2 separate regions of the Mus musculus genome follow, and region 2 is linked to region 1. A link is a contact called in public HiChIP or PLAC-seq data. All regions are on one chromosome and are shown on one strand. Each heading gives the region's core, a stretch centred on a gene start, on an enhancer-like site or on the middle of the called end of the contact. The rest is flanking DNA. Distances are from core to core; before and after follow the strand shown.

Region 1 (3,368 bases), core at 410-2,909:
AGCCTGCAGTAGCTCTAGCATTTTCTGACGCGCCTATTTGGGAACTGTCAGACCCTTGCTTCTTGTGACAAGTTTAACCCTAAAGAATTACAAACTAATGTGGAAGTCCATGGGACTAGTTTTCTAAGAACTGTCTTTGACATCATTGAGCAATGGGGTAGACTAAATTAAAAATGAATGTGGTGGGTGTGATTTAGAAATTAAACACATTAAGGATTAGTTATAGAACTATTGTAAAAAGTTAGTAATAACAGTGAGAATGGAAAAAAATTCAAGCAGAGAGGAAATGATAAATGTATAATGTGCTGGCAGAACTTGTAATTTGATGTGTTGGTTTAATTTCTTAGGTTTTAAAAGATGTGGGATGACCACTTCTTACAAAGTTAAATACATATTTAAAATGCGACATGGCAATCAGCATTACTAGATGTTTGCCCAAGAGAAATGAAATCGTATGTCCATTTGAAATGGTTTCTATAGATGTTTATAGTAGCTTCATTTATAACTGCCAAAGACTAGAACTTGGGAAAGGATAATCAAATTAAATATGTCTTATGTTATGGGGTAATGCTTAACAATTAAAAAACCTACTCTGTTTAGTGACAAGGACAGATTTCAAAAGCATTTACACAAGGTAAAGAAAAAACCTAGACTCAAAAGTTTATGTGTTCAGTAATTCCATTTAGATGACATTGTGTGACTTAGAAGTGTAAGGACATTGTGACATCTGGGTCGGAGTCAGTCCTCAGACACGTGTGCAAGTCATTGGGTTCAATCCCCAGCAATGGGGGAATAAAAAGAAGACATGTCAAGTAAACAGAAACTTAGGGACAGAAATTAAACAGTATTGGCATGAAATGAGGCTTTACAAAGGCCTGGAAAATATTAGGGTGCACTAAAAATATTGTGTGTTAGTAGTGTCTAACGATGATTCACGTGCTTAAGGACATTCGCTGCTCTTGCAAAGGACCGCAGTTAGATTCCCAGCACCCGTGCTGGAGACTGATAGCTGCCTGTAACTCTAGCACCAGAAACATCTCAACCCCCCTTCCTGGCTTCCACCAGCACATTCTTACACATGTGTGAGCACTCGTGTGTGTACACACATACACAAAAACACACACAGTAAAAATTTTTAATATTTTGCAAATGCAAATATACTAGTCATGATAGTATACACTTTTAAATCTCAGCATTCAGGAGACAGAAACAAGTTGGATCACTGTGGCCTACATAGTGAGGTGTCCTCCCTCTGGGAAAAAAATACGAATGTAACTGTAAAATATACATGAGTACATAGTATGGAAAGACTCTTGTGTCATATTACAGAACATCCCTGGTAGTGTAAACATATCCCCTATAGCAGTTATTGTTCTTAGTGAAACTTGGCAGTTATGTGTACCCATTTCAGTCTTGGAGTTAAGGGAGTTCATTGGTAGGTAGGTCTTAGAAAAAATATCTACATATACAGCATGATGGCACAGGCCTTTAATCCCAGCATCCGGGAAGCAAGAGGCAAGTGGATCTTGTTACTGTAGACTACCTGCTCTATTAAGGGAGTTCCAGGTCAGCCAGGGCTTTGCAGTGAGACTCTGTTCCCAAGAAACAAAAACACCCCCACCAAAAAGGCACTGTGTCCCCACCTGCTGGGGTGCACCTGTAAATCCATTGTTGGGAGTCAGGCTGGGGATCATCAGCACAAATTCAAGTCCAGCCTGTGTCAACATACTGAGCTCCAGGGAGGCAAAGGGAAGAACGAAAGGAGAATGGAAAGAAAGAACAAAAGACCATCATCAGAATAGCGTAAACTATTGCCAAGAGGATCAACTATGCAGTTCACTTTTCTAAACTACTTCCTTTTTTTCAGAGCAAACATGATACTTGGATTTTTTTATTTAATTGCAGAGTGCTTCACTTGCCATTGGATCAGTATTGGATGACTTGTAAATAGTGGCCATTCTGAGCTCTAAGGTCACAGACCTTTGTAGGTTTTTCCTTGTTTTGGAAATAGTCATAGAAGATTTTAGAATGAAAACAGTAGGCTAATTGCCCCCCCCCCCAGACCCTTGTTTCTATGTAATAGAGTAGCTTTGGAAGATTGGTGTGCAGGAGGATCTAGCTTTAGTGGTTTGAGAGTAGATTGTTTCCTGGTCATGTGGCTAAGTTCTTTCTACAACCAGGTAACTAGTTCAGAGACTTCAAACCAAAACACAATGAAATACATCACCTAAACTAATATCTTCTTCCCCCAAATAGGCTGTGGGTTTGGCTGAGAGAATCGATTTCTTGTGTATGATGGTACCTCAATGCAAAGCTTTCTGTATTGTCTTATCATAAGTTCAGGGCACTCTTCAGCACTCTCCAGGAATATCAATAGTCAGTTCTAGTCAGTTCGTGGTACTGCTGTACGCTTAGCAATGGGAAGTCCCCGCATTAACTTGGTAGTGGAGGTTCTTGACTGAGGTCTGTACAAAGCTCTTCCTTGAGACACCTTATAAGTCCAGGAACTAAAGCAAGCTATGGAGGTGTGAAACACATCGGTCACTTGAATAGACCCAGAACTTCCTTTATTCCTCTTCCCGTGCCCAGGTGTCCATGTTTATATGCTCGGTGCTTCAGAGTAGTTCTGATAGGAAAATTTTGGTTCATTATATCATTTAAAGCTACTAATTCTTTGCTTTATAAAATGTTCTTATACTTCACAATTTAGTTTCTTTCTTCTAGCGTACATATATCTTGTCTTCCTAGGCTCAAATTTAGTGATTCTTAGTCTAGGCATTAGCTTAGTTATGGAGCCTGATAGATGAGTATGAAACTAGACACTCATGTGACTGCTTCAGGATCAGTTTATTAACTAATGAATATGACAGCCACTGGGCATGGTGGTATATGTCTGTAATTCCAGGACTTGGGAGACTGAGGTCCAGGCCAGCCTAAGCTGCGTAGCAAGGAGCAGGCTAGGCAGGCCAGAGAGACGGGTGAAGTGGAGACAGGTGACTTTTCAGTGACATTTCTTTCAGTTCATGTAGAATGTGAGCTGTCACTGCTGGGCACACACAGTGTGCTGTAAAAACAGAGGTCAGAGTTTCTTTTCAGTCTCTCACTACTTTTAACACCTGTGACTTCCATGTTCATAAACTTCTCACGTTATTCCATCTCTGAAAAACAAAATGGCTCAGTTTTACAAAATGGTCTGCTTTGATCCTGCGAGTTGTTGGATGTAAAGACCCTCACAGTGTCAACACTGGGGTAAATCAGTAAGCATGGCTTCTATATGTAGGTTTCCAAGAGAAAAGTTTCCCTGCAGCCTAAGAGAAAGAGAGGCTATTTCTGACTGCATCAGAGAAATAGGAAGGGGAGGTTGATTT
Region 2 (3,368 bases), core at 614-3,113, 210 kb before region 1:
GGGACTTCCTGGAGCTTACATTTCTCCAACTGTTTCAGCATACAATCTGGTCAAGACGCTAAATGAAGAAGTCTGCTGTTTTGTTCCACAGTGGATAAAGGTCCCAGCCTAATAGGGCCTTTTCTATAAATAAAGCATTGGCCAGCAACGGGAAGCTGGTGACCAGAGAGGTTTAGTAAAAGATAGCTGAGTTTCTGACATCGTGCCAGGAACAAAAGAACTCCGAAGGAATGGTTTCGTGCCAGGAAGGGGGGCATGGACCACAGCTGGAAAGCTAAGCAAGGGAAGAAAGATTAATCAGGTCTTGAAAGCCGACTGCTTCCCTTGGCCACACTGCTCAGATGCCTGGACATGGGCTGGGTGACAGGGAAGGGACACACATTTTTCTGTTCAGTGGAGGTGCAAAGCGTCCTCTTCCAGAGATGTAAAAGAGCATGCTCACTTTGGGGACACTGTTCGCAGTGGTTATAGTGTGAGTCTGTTTGCTTTTGAGTCTTCATGTTATTCCTTTGTTTCACAAGCTAAAATCCTCCAACCAGGCTAACCAGTGGTACATAGGGAAATCAACAACAACAACAACAACAAAAAAGTCCTGCTTTAAAAAATACAAATTTTAAGAAAGATCTCAGTCCTTCTTAAATAAGCATAAATGGAGAAGGGAAAATCAGAAGCTAGAATATCTGTAGATGGGAGGAGAGGAACAGCAGATGAAAGGTTAATTTAGGCCAGAAGAAGAAGGCAAAGGATTTCAGGGTGGGGTGGGACATGATAAACAGGGACTTTCTTTGAAAGGCGCCAAGGAGTCAGGTAACTAGTTCCTGCCCACTTCTGTCTGGGAAGCAGGAGAGGTTTCTTGCTTTCTGGAGAGACTCAGCTGCAAACTTGGGCCATAAGAGACTCAGATGGGGACTAAAGAGACTCAGTATCCAGGTGCGGTGACTCAATGCCTGTTATCCCAGAACTCAGGAGACAGAGAGTTCAAGAACAACTTGGGCTACATAATGGGTCTCGGGCAACCCTGGGCTGCAGTGACAAACTCTGTGTCAATGAGGAGAGGAGACAGTCTTGGCACTGTGTGCAGAGGGACTCAAGACCTGTGGTGCTGTGAACTATGAAGCCCACAGACCTGCCACGCTCCTCCCACGCCAGCGATTTGAGCCAGTGGAAGATTCATCTTCAGGGATGGAGGAGTAAAATTCCTTCACTCCTTGATACTCTACAAGTGAGCCCACAACTTGAGAAACTCTAGCCACGTGCACCCCCCTCACAGTCACATTTTAGTTATAGCTGTATTGTGAGTGCGCAGTTCCCGACTCAAGGCAGAAGGCATGAAGACATCTTCAGACACGTGGAACTTAACACAGCCACCTCATGTTTTCAAACTTCTTGAGCTGGGAATAAAGATGAAACCCAGGAAGGACAAGGAGGTATAAACCGTCTTAGTACCCCGTGGCTGTGGTAAAACACCCTGACAAGCTCAACTTGAGCTTTATTTAGTTCGGGGGGGGGTACCACCCATTATGGCACGGCCTCGGGAACAGGGAGGCAGAGATTCATACGGCGTGGGAAGAGAGGAAGCAGACCGGAAGTGTTGGGTTTGGTTTCTGAAACCGCGAGGCTCACCTCAGTGATCCACTCCCTCCTCTAAGGCTTAAGCCTTTTAAGGTTCCATAATTTTCCAAAACAGACCCGCCAACTGGGCACCAAGGGTTCGAATTCGTGAGCTTGTCAGGGACCTTTCACATGCAAACCCCGTGCGGGGGTAGGGAGGATACAAAAGACATGAGCTGGAATACAGAAGAACGCTGAACAGAAGTCCTACATTGAAAACCGGGTCAATGGCTTAGGAAAGCGCCAGCCTGCAAGGAACAGAAAGGGGAAGCGCTATGGACGAGGCGCACCCACAGGATAAAAATAACACAAGTGAGCATAATCTGACATTTTTCGGTGCTTGGAAAAAGTAATTCCTACGTATTTAAAAAAAGATACTGAAGAATTGGAGGAAATCCAGCTTCCTTCGTGGCAATTATCAGTCTCGGGAAAACTCTAACAAGAAAAGTGTGCTGATAACCGGCTTCCTCGATGCTGTTAGTTAGTTCCCTGGTCCCACACTCTTGGATAATCACTTCCCATCTTCAGTACGGCTGACTATACAAGTGTGTCTTGTAGAAATGTCGTGAGGTTCAACGTTAGGTTCTAAAAGGCATCGAGGCTATCATGTGGCTCTCTTATGGTAGCTTGCTCTGGAGAAAAACCAGCTTCCATGATACAACACACTCAGTAGCTTTAGGAGCGAGAGCTGGGCAACAGCCAGCATACCTCGCCAATCACATGAATGAGCTACCCAGAAAGCAGGTGGCCGAACCCAAGTCAAGAGCACAGATACTACTGGTTCCCAGTCAACGCTGATTAAAAATCAGGCTACCTGCCTAAAAACACCCCTGAAGTCTAGACATCCCAAAAGTACAGAATTATGTTTTTTATATTCTATGGCACTGAGTTTTAGATTCAGCTTGGAGCATCCTGGAAACTGGATGTAGCTATAACAAAAACCTGAAGGGGTGCATACAGATCTGGACCAAGCAGGGACCTTTGGGGAGAGGGTTAGTTTTATATTATGAATATTGTGTCATATGCCTATAATCCCAGCACTCAGATGAAGATGACAAGTTCAAGGCCAGTCTGGACTACATAGCAAGACCATGAATGAAATAAACACAAATTAGATATTGTTAGTAAAGACTGGTGGCCTTTAAAGAAACCCCTAGGAAGCCCAAAGTGATCGAGTGCAGGAGATCCTGAACGGAGAGAACATGAAGCCCTTGCTGCACAGTAGTAGAAAGTTTAGAAAGAGTAGTGGCTGTCATAAATGAAAACTAGGAATGCAGTGGACATACCTTCCGTGGAGCTGGAAGCTACTAGGTAATCTAACTCGGGAGTCCTGTGGTAGTCTGCCTTGGGAGTGGGTAATCACTGAAGAAAGCACTGGTAAAAGTAGATAAGACATGGTGAGTGGAAATTTTCTAGCATTTTTATTATGAAAAAAAAATACGCTTTTTAAAGCTAAGACATGGCTCTTGGGCAAAGAGGAGACCCATACTGTGTAAGCAAAGCAGTGAGGTAAACATGAAGGCTAAGGGGTGGGTCCAAAAAAAAAGTTAAAACTTCAGAAATAACCAAGGCTTATGCTGGGCTGGTGGCTCAAGCCTCCCAGAGCTTCAGAGACAGCAGGATTGCCACGAGTTCTAGGCCTCCCTGGGCTATGAAGTGAGGCTCCTTAAAAACTGAAAACCAAAACACATGTACAGACGCAAAGAACACCATCTGTCCCATTGCCCTCTCAGCAGAAACCCAGGCATAGAACAGAT

Evidence for each region. HiChIP or PLAC-seq counts read pairs in DNA pulled down with a chosen protein or histone mark.
Region 2: an H3K4me3 HiChIP or PLAC-seq map of bone marrow-derived macrophages shows a contact between it and region 1, with 5 times the contacts expected there. The contact joins two enhancer-like sites. A contact is called at or near these places in 2 of 115 datasets of contacts at active chromatin or transcription factors (T-cell acute lymphoblastic leukemia and bone marrow-derived macrophages) and 1 of 9 other capture datasets (pancreatic islet).

What each region holds. Positions count from the first base shown.
Region 1 is chr8:34,893,667-34,897,034 of GRCm38.p6, reverse strand. The region is part of intron 3 of Tnks (tankyrase, TRF1-interacting ankyrin-related ADP-ribose polymerase); the gene reads left to right. Among named protein-coding and RNA genes, the nearest start is that of Tnks, 70 kb to the left of the region's middle. Within about 2 kb of position 1,659, at least 2 of the 459 cell types and tissues checked have an H3K27ac peak or open chromatin away from gene starts, as enhancers often do. A contact at or near this core is called in bone marrow-derived macrophages, where this site is marked.
Region 2 is chr8:35,108,231-35,111,598 of GRCm38.p6, reverse strand. Gm34419 (a long non-coding RNA gene) reads right to left here. Exons shown (of 4, transcript XR_378879.3): 3 at 2,898-2,985. Among named protein-coding and RNA genes, the nearest start is that of Gm34419, 15 kb to the right of the region's middle. Within about 2 kb of position 1,863, at least 8 of the 459 cell types and tissues checked have an H3K27ac peak or open chromatin away from gene starts, as enhancers often do. A contact at or near this core is called in bone marrow-derived macrophages, where this site is marked.